3 separate regions of the Mus musculus genome follow, and regions 2 and 3 are each linked to region 1. The links are chromatin contacts, called in public promoter capture Hi-C maps. All regions are on one chromosome and are shown on one strand. Each heading gives the region's core, a stretch centred on a gene start, on an enhancer-like site or on the middle of the called end of the contact. The rest is flanking DNA. Distances are from core to core; before and after follow the strand shown.

Region 1 (2,735 bases), core at 103-2,602:
GGGAAGGAACTTCATAATAGTGAGCAGCTTTCCTGTCACCAGCACGCATAAGTCACTGTCTCATTTAACTGTCACAAGAGCATAAGGAAGTTAAATAGTTAAATAGTTCTCATCTCAAGTGGAACCTAGAGTCAAGCCACTCACGTAAAAAGAGGCAAGATTTGGTAAGTATCAGGGATAGTACAGGGGCAGGGGGATTCCTCTTCCTATCTTAGAAGAAAAGGAAAACAAATGATCACAAGGCACAGGACACCTATAAACTCTACTGGATCTGTTGTTTTGCATGATCACCTAAAGCTAAGTGTGTGTGTGTTTGTTTGTTTGTGTTTGTTTCTTGTGCACGTCTCTGTGTACATGCATTGCATAGTAGGCCTGTAGAAACCAGATGACAACTTCCAGTCATCTGTTCTCACCATGTCGCATCCAGGAGATCAAACTCAGCTCGTCAGCTTCGGGAGCAAGTGCCTTTGCTTGCTGAATCATTTCATGGCCCCTAAAAGATGAATTAAAATTAACACTAGGAAGTAGACAGCATGTCTGAATTCAGGGAAATTGGAAGTCTAAATTATAACCCATTCACATACCTATGCACTAGGCTCTTCATGTAGACTCTGCATGTGGTGGGATTAAGTGAGTGTTGAACAGAGCCTCTGCCCACACAGCAGCCTCATTCCAAAATTGTACTTTGGGAGTTTTAATCCTTGATTTCTGAATGTTTCTATTCTTTAAACACTTCATGGGGGAAAGAAATGGAGAGGCGGCAGAAAGAAAGGAAGTCTTTCACAACATAGCTGCAAGTGCTGAACTCCAATAGCATGAAAGATGAGGAACGAAGTTCCAGAATCTCCCCAGACAACCTGTCAGGATTGGATTTCAGCTTCCATGAGTAAAAGTCTCAATCCATATAAGAACCCAAGCCTGCACATAGAGCAAACATCAAAGCATGCTCATTGTACAAATTTTCTCTGATATTTAAACAAATAAAGGATTGATGTATTCTAGCAAAAATATTTTCTTCACACATTTTTTAAAATTTTACTTTAAAGCACTTTACCTATATTATAAATTATAAAGAGAGTTGTCGATACCAAGCTTTCCAAAACTCTGCTAATGGAGTTCTGTTTGTATTTTTGGCTACTGTGTTATCGATGTTTTGTCTTACCTTCAGGTAGAAGTAGGTGGAAGTTAAGATTTACCGGTCATTTGTAAGAAACAGAGAGGTACAGAGATGAGTGATGAATTAGACAATGGTTTGACCTGCTGTTACTTCACATGATTCTGAAGTAAATCAAGGGATGACATCAACAGTGAGTCAGATAGAGGATTTCATGGTCACAGATCCTGGTACTAGGGTTATATAAAGTGGGGCTTTAAGGGAACTTGCAGTCGGAGGGAACAGGTTGATGAGCTGCACTCTGCTGAAAGGAGTCTGCACAATGAAATTTCTCATGATGATTGTGTTCTTACAGGTATCTGCCTGTGGGGCTGCTCCCATGAATGACAGTGAATTTGCTGAAGTAAGTATTGACAGCATTGCTCTGGTCCAGCCTGACTGTATCTTTAATAGTTGCTGAATTTGCAAATAGTATGTTGAAAAGTGTGATTCGATTTGAAAATCAGTACAGATTCTCTCTTGTTACCATGTTTTGTTTTCCAGAGAGGATTATAAAGATGAAAGAATGTCATTAAACTGGTGAATAATTGTACCATCTACAAAAAGCTTTGGCTAAATTACTTTAGCTCAATATAATTAGATTACATTTCTAATAGAGTGTTGTGTATTGGTCTCTCACTCCATTTGTCTTTTATTTGAGGTAGTAGTTTAATATCCAGTAATAATGCAAGATTTGGACTTTGCTTAGTCCATGTGACCACTTCAAGATTTTATGATAGTTACAGCATGTTCTCTCTGCGATTTATCTCATATATTTATTCATAAGTATTTTAAGTAAGATGTGAAATTTTACCTTTTTCTAATTAAAAAAACTTGAACATCTATTTTCTAAAATTATATATATATTCCTTTTTTACACAGAATCCTACTGTGTTGTCTAGTCTGGTTTTGAACTTGTGGGCTCAGATGACCCTTCTGTATCGCCCTCCTCAGCAGCTGGCTCTATTTTCTAACATTATTATTACTTTGAATTCATTCAAGTTTTCTACTGTGTCAAGATTTTCCCACTGCTGGGGACTAACCCTAGACCTGCTAGCATGCTAGATAATTGCTGTACCACTAAACTACCTTCCCCAATCAAGTACCCGTATATACTAGATGCTAAAATGGCTCCTTAAAAACCTAGAAGCAGGTCTGAAGAAGGAGAATAATAAATAGTTCTTCCTCTGGAATTTTGGTAATCTGACTAATCATTTATGTTTTAAATAGCGTAGGAAATTATTTTTTCCTCCTTATAATTGATTCCCTAGGTAATAATAATAATAATAATGTAGCCTGTGATTAAAATACCTGGTTCTAGAATATCAGTATACTACTGACCATGTTTGCAGGGTTCCCAGCAGAAACCTGGCTGCATACAACCGTGTGCAATGCTTGTGTTTTATCTAGTGGTACTTGTCAAGATTTTATGATTATGGAAAGGACAGAATTCCAATGACAAAAACAAAAACCAATAGAAACTTCCTAAAAGAAAAACTCCAGGAAATGCAGCAGTTCTTTGGGCTAGAAGCAACTGGGCAACTGGACAACTCAACTCTGGCAATAATGCACATCCCTCGAT
Region 2 (2,735 bases), core at 63-2,562, 210 kb after region 1:
TTTTGTAAAATACATTTTTTAAAAAATTCATTTTTAAAGTTCATTTTAGGGGCTGAGAATAAAACATAGTCTGTGAACTACTTCTTTCAAGAATGAAGAACAGGAGTTAGATCGTGAAGACAGGCAGGCAGGAAGAGAGCCAGTGCCCTGTGTCACCACATCATCTGGAAGCCTTCACTCACCCTCCTAGCACTCTGGGGATGTCTGAGACATCTATCTCCTTCTCTCCCTTGTCCTTTTGTCCCTGGATGTAGGCCAAAGTTTTCCACTTGCTGTGAGCCCACAGTTACTGATGGTCCAGCCTGGATTCAAATAGCAGGTTGATGAACTAGAGCCTGGTATAGGATGGGCTCTGTTTCTCTCACCATACTCATGGGCTTGAGTCCTATGCAAAGTGAGCATGTGCCTTTCCTAGTCTTCCAGCCTCTGCCTCTCCTGCAAAATTATAGCAATAGTGTGTTGCTCTGAAAGCTGTATGAGAATAGGGCATTTAGTTGTCATTAACATGTTTGAAACATTGTAAGTACAACAGATGTTAGTTTTCGTCTTAACTATCACTATCTTTGTCCTTTCTCTGGAAAAACCCACCTTATAGTGAATGTTTTAGTACATCTATAGCAGTCATGCCACACAGAAGCTGCTGTTTACGTATGTATATGGACGTGTGCATTTATTTAAAAGTGAATGTTCATGTTTTGTGTGTGCTGTAAGTGGGATTTGTTTGTTTGTTTTGTGACAGGGTCTCTAACTAGCCTGGAACTTACCAAGTAGACTAGGTTGACTGGCCAATAAGCTGCAAACACCCCCTGCCTGGCACAGACCAGGACCGAGATTATACTCATGTACCACTAAGTTCAGTTTTTTACCTGCATGCTGAGAATCAAATTCAGGCCCTCATGCTTGTGTGACAAGTACTTTCCTAACAAAGCCATCATCTCTAGATGCTGCTTTTGGTCCCCACACAAAGCCTGCTTTGGCACACGCTATCAGGCAGCAGTGGTGGCTTAGAAACAGAAGTCTTACAGGTGTGCCACCGCTTCCCAAGATGATCGCTGAACATTCTTAAAATATTGCCCCGATTAACTAGCACAACTTCCTCATTACACACAGACAGAAACTGGAAGACTGTAGCCCCCGTGCCAGCCACCTCACCCTGACAGTTTACAAAAGTAGCGATCCATCCTCTTGCTTTGTTGAATGACTCCCCCACTTCTAGGTTCCAAATCACATTCTAACATTGAAGAACTGTCAGAGTGCGGTTAGCTATGTTGCCTCATACTGCTTAGGCAGAAGTTGCTCAAGATGTAGCTTTATAAGGGACCAGACAAGAGCAGTGATTGGCAGGGGATGCTGTGAGCTTGAGGGCACTTGCCAGAGGGGCAGAGGAAGGCAGGAGAGGTTGTCTTGGAAGATAAGATTATGTTTCGCCTGAAGACACTTCCATTACTGATCTTCCTCCACACACAGCTTGCCAATGCCTTCCCAGTACCTGAACACCTGGAAGAGAAAAATATAAAAACTGCTGAGGTAAATGGGCTGTCTATCACAGTTGATTTGCCGGTGGTTACAGAATTCTGAGGGTGGCTTTCCCTTCTTAGTCTAGAAGGACAGAAAGAGATTCTTCGCATGGGTTTGCCAAGGCTCAGCATCACTTTCTGAGACTTGAAAGACTCCACGTGGTCAAGGCCTGGCCCTGGAAAATGTAGACATGAAGACAGCTGGGTGTTTTCAAGCCCAAGGAACACTACTGTCAGGCCAGCTGCAGCTGGAGCCTTTTCAGAGAGAATATTTTATTTATAAAATGAACTGAGTTGCCTACCTAATTTTTTCTCTTCCAGTATACCTGTAACCCAGTTGTTCCACGCTCTATAGGCCAGTGCTAGAGTGATAGAATACTTGCTGGTATCCCAACACTAAAAAAATGGTGGGGGCTGTGGGGAGGTCAAATTATGACCTGCCCACCGCTTCCTGTATGGATAGTTTTCTGCAGCCAAAAATACTTTCATATAGAGACGATAGATGGAAATGGGGGGTTATAATTAATTAAAATTAACACATTGTTAATCAGATTTTCCAGGACTGTTTATTAAACTTTGGAAGTTTAGCATCTCTCTTGTTTTATAGTATAAAAAAAGGCCACTTTTTTATGCAAGAGAATGTAATCACCAATTTCTTGTTCATAGTTTTCTTAGTATTGAAATTTCCGGAAAGCATAATTCTTGCTCTTTTCTCGCAATCATTTTTGTGCCTGGCACAGAAGCCCCTAAGTTCGTACTGAGGGTGGGCTGGGTTCACTTTGCAGGTGCCACTCCTCTAAGTATCACAATGACTGTGATGTTGGAGACAAAGAACAGTGCTGGGATTTGCCCACACCTGCCACATCTCAAAGTGCAAGCTCTGCTCTCTGTCACCTCCAAATAACCAGGTAGTCACATACGAAGCACAGTATATATACATAGGCTACACATGGCAAGGTAAAGAGACCTTACCATTGACTGGCATGTCAACACTTGTGAATGAGAGTGGCTTACAAGATCTTATCTTGGTAAATGAAATGCTGCTGTTGCCCCAAACATCTTTTAAATGACCAGTTCTCATTTGAAAGCCATTGCAGTAAGCCAGGACCTGTACTGTCACCTTCCCTTTGGTTCTTGAACCCTCCATTTCTCTGTGAGGGTGATTAAACCCTCTCTCCATTTAGTGAAAGAATTTTTAAGCAGAAAAGTCCTCATTTT
Region 3 (2,735 bases), core at 159-2,658, 150 kb after region 1:
ATATAAGTATGGTGAGCTAGTCTTCTGTGAAATCATTCTTCAGTTTTTATGATTCTAATCTTGACCTTCTTAGGTTGTTCTGCAGATTAAAGATAACATGTAGTTAAAAATTTCACATAAAAGAGCTCTGTTCTAGGATTCCACTTTGCCTTAATGAACTGCATAAGCCTGCTTGTTTTACTCTATAAATATTCGGTACATTTAATAAATAATAACTTACTTAAAAATAAACAGGACTCCATTACCCCCAAGTTATTAATCTCCTTCAGGTGTGGTGGCCTAAAGTAGAGTTCTTTTATCCACCAAAATCACTCCTGCAAGGCACACCCTTTCATGGTTAGTCAACCACAGTCAAAATCATAACTCTGATCAACAAGAACCATCAGCAGGATGTGCCACCAACAACAAAGGAATGATTCAAATGAATATGAGGCATCTCAGAATGAGTCGACTCAGCACCTCAGGCAGTTAGCAATCTGTCCTGCTAACAAGCCCTATCAGCTAATAACCCAGGAATAAAGTAAAAAGGCACTTGCTGCCCGCATGAAGTACACATAAAACCAAGACCTTGTTTGTTTTCCATAGGGAAAGCAATCACGGGATAAAATTACATACTTGCTCAAGTCTAGCTGATGGTTCAGTCTGTCAGCCTCTTTGCCTCTCTGAATTTTAGGTTGGCATATTCTCTGTGTAGTGCCTACACTAAGCCACAAGCTGACTTGGCTGGCCTAGTGTACACATCCCTCATCCAAGCTGTGGCTCAAAGGCCTCAAAGCCTCCTGGTTTAGGAAGAGGAGGACAGAGGTAGGAAGAATATTTTCATTTAATAGTTAATTAACTGATTTCCATTTGACACGTCTTTATGGAGCCAGTATATGCTTATAGCAATTATTCTGAAACAGAGAGTAGGTGGGCCCCAAGCTTCTTACCTCTGTACATTTCCTCCTCCGTATTGACTGCTTTCTCAGAGTACTCTTACCCCAGGGCTGGAAATACCTCTTACCCAAGGACTCCAGCAATGGAGTTTCTGCCATTATAGCTTCCTAGACAGCAGTCCTTACATTCACTTTGCAATCTCTTTCCATTAAACTATTCACTCCTTGCCTGAATGTATGTAAGCCTAAGGCATGTTTTTAAAAATTACACTGCTTTCAAAATATCTAAACATTTTGCAAATATTAATTACCCAGACAGTCCCTTTTCCTCTTTGTAAACACAGAAGCCACATCCTTGAGATTAAGCATTCTTTCAAGTTTACTAGGTTGAGGGATTCACTGATGTAAGCTATTCTCTCTTCATCTTATGAATGTTCTTGTAGTCATTTGGATTAAAAATAGCACCCATGTGAGTCATGCTTAGTGACCTAAACACCGACTCCCTATAAAAGAGTGGCCACTAAAGGGAAGATATGGAAACCAGGTGCTAGAGAAGGATCGGTTTTTAAAGTAAAGACTGTCTGTATGGAGCCACTAGCCATCCTGGCACTGCTGAGCCTACCAATCTGCTCAGCGTATCCTCTGCATGGGGCAGTGACACAAGGCCACCCAAGCATGGATCTTGCTCAGGTAATCAGTCAGTGGTGGGGATCCGCTTCAACCAAAGTGGAGGCACAGCCTTGCCCTTTGGTCTTCCAGCAGCAGTAGTTGAGTTAGTTAGAAGTTGTGTTGGAAAATATCCAAGTGTAAGAGGTAGAAACTCCATCTTCACCGAAAAGTGAAAAGGGAAGGAAGGAATCGCAGTTACTGGGGGTAAATAACAATGACAGCAGCCGAAGTGGGGAGACTGGGAATGGATGAGCTCACTCCTGTGCTGGAATTATGCTATTTAAGATACTTTAGGAGGGAGGGCATGATAATATTTATCTCCTACAACTTCAAGAAGCAAAGAATACTCTAATTTTTCATTTGTGAAAAAAAATGAATTTATCCAACAACACTCAACATTGACAGGTTTGTGTTAATAATGGAAATAGAAAACTTAGATACATCCATTTAATGTGCTCATACATTTATGCCGACTTCCTTGCTTTGGTAGCAAATTAAATTGCAATGAAATAATAAAATGAGGGATTTTTGCAGGAAAAAAATCAAATGAAGCACTACATCTACTTGTGTTTCACTAAACTGGGAATGATTAAAATAGATCTTGAGATTTGTGTATGTGTTTACATTTCATAGCAACCTCTTTAAAACTATGCTTGTTTCTCCACTAGCAATACCTAGAAAAATACTACAACTTTAAAAAAAATGAGAAACAAATTTTCAAAAGAAAGGACAGTAGTCCTGTTGTCAAAAAAATTCAAGAAATGCAGAAGTTCCTCGGGTTGGAGATGACAGGGAAGCTGGACTCCAACACTATGGAGCTGATGCACAAGCCCAGGTGTGGTGTTCCTGATGTTGGTGGCTTCAGTACCTTCCCAGGTTCGCCAAAATGGAGGAAATCCCACATCACCTACAGGTAATGGCTCCAGAGTTTTCACACAGCGTTATAAATGTGTCAGGAGCATCACAGAAGCAAAGATTACCTTCTTTGATTTCTCTTATCCAGGATTGTGAATTATACACCAGATTTGCCAAGACAGAGTGTGGATTCTGCCATTGAGAAAGCTTTGAAGGTCTGGGAGGAGGTGACCCCACTCACTTTCTCCAGGATCTCTGAAGGAGAGGCTGACATAATGATCTCCTTTGCAGTTGGAGGTAATGCTCTCATCTGGTGTTTGAGTTATTCAGGCTACT

The links. Promoter capture Hi-C pulls out the DNA fragments that hold promoters and counts their contacts.
Region 2: a contact with region 1 is called in a promoter capture Hi-C map of embryonic stem cells, with 4 times the contacts expected there. The contact joins the promoter of Mmp8 here to the promoter of Mmp12 in region 1. A contact is called at or near these places in 23 of 39 promoter capture datasets (the 3T3-L1 cell line, 3T3-L1-derived adipocytes, the C10 cell line and 14 more), 7 of 484 Hi-C or Micro-C datasets (the HPC-5 cell line, bone marrow-derived macrophages, embryonic fibroblasts and 3 more), 5 of 115 datasets of contacts at active chromatin or transcription factors (acute myeloid leukemia, bone marrow-derived dendritic cells, bone marrow-derived macrophages and 1 more) and 4 of 9 other capture datasets (adipose tissue, bone marrow-derived macrophages, liver and 1 more).
Region 3: a promoter capture Hi-C map of stem cell-derived epiblast-like cells shows a contact between it and region 1, with 5 times the contacts expected there. The contact joins the promoter of Mmp10 here to the promoter of Mmp12 in region 1. A contact is called at or near these places in 23 of 39 promoter capture datasets (the 3T3-L1 cell line, 3T3-L1-derived adipocytes, the C10 cell line and 15 more), 2 of 115 datasets of contacts at active chromatin or transcription factors (CD8 T cells and large pre-B cells) and 4 of 9 other capture datasets (adipose tissue, liver, macrophages and 1 more).

The regions. Positions count from the first base shown.
Region 1 is chr9:7,346,022-7,348,756 of GRCm38.p6, forward strand. It overlaps Mmp12 (matrix metallopeptidase 12), which reads left to right and starts at 1,353. Exons shown (of 10, transcript NM_008605.3): 1 at 1,353-1,517; 2 at 2,564-2,735. The coding sequence starts at 1,404.
Region 2 is chr9:7,557,117-7,559,851 of GRCm38.p6, forward strand. It overlaps Mmp8 (matrix metallopeptidase 8), which reads left to right and starts at 1,313. Exons shown (of 10, transcript NM_008611.4): 1 at 1,313-1,527. The coding sequence starts at 1,420. It overlaps Gm31751 (a long non-coding RNA gene), which reads right to left. Exons shown (of 4, transcript XR_379096.3): 4 at 56-1,497.
Region 3 is chr9:7,500,934-7,503,668 of GRCm38.p6, forward strand. It overlaps Mmp10 (matrix metallopeptidase 10), which reads left to right and starts at 1,409. Exons shown (of 10, transcript NM_019471.3): 1 at 1,409-1,565; 2 at 2,213-2,457; 3 at 2,548-2,696. The coding sequence starts at 1,461.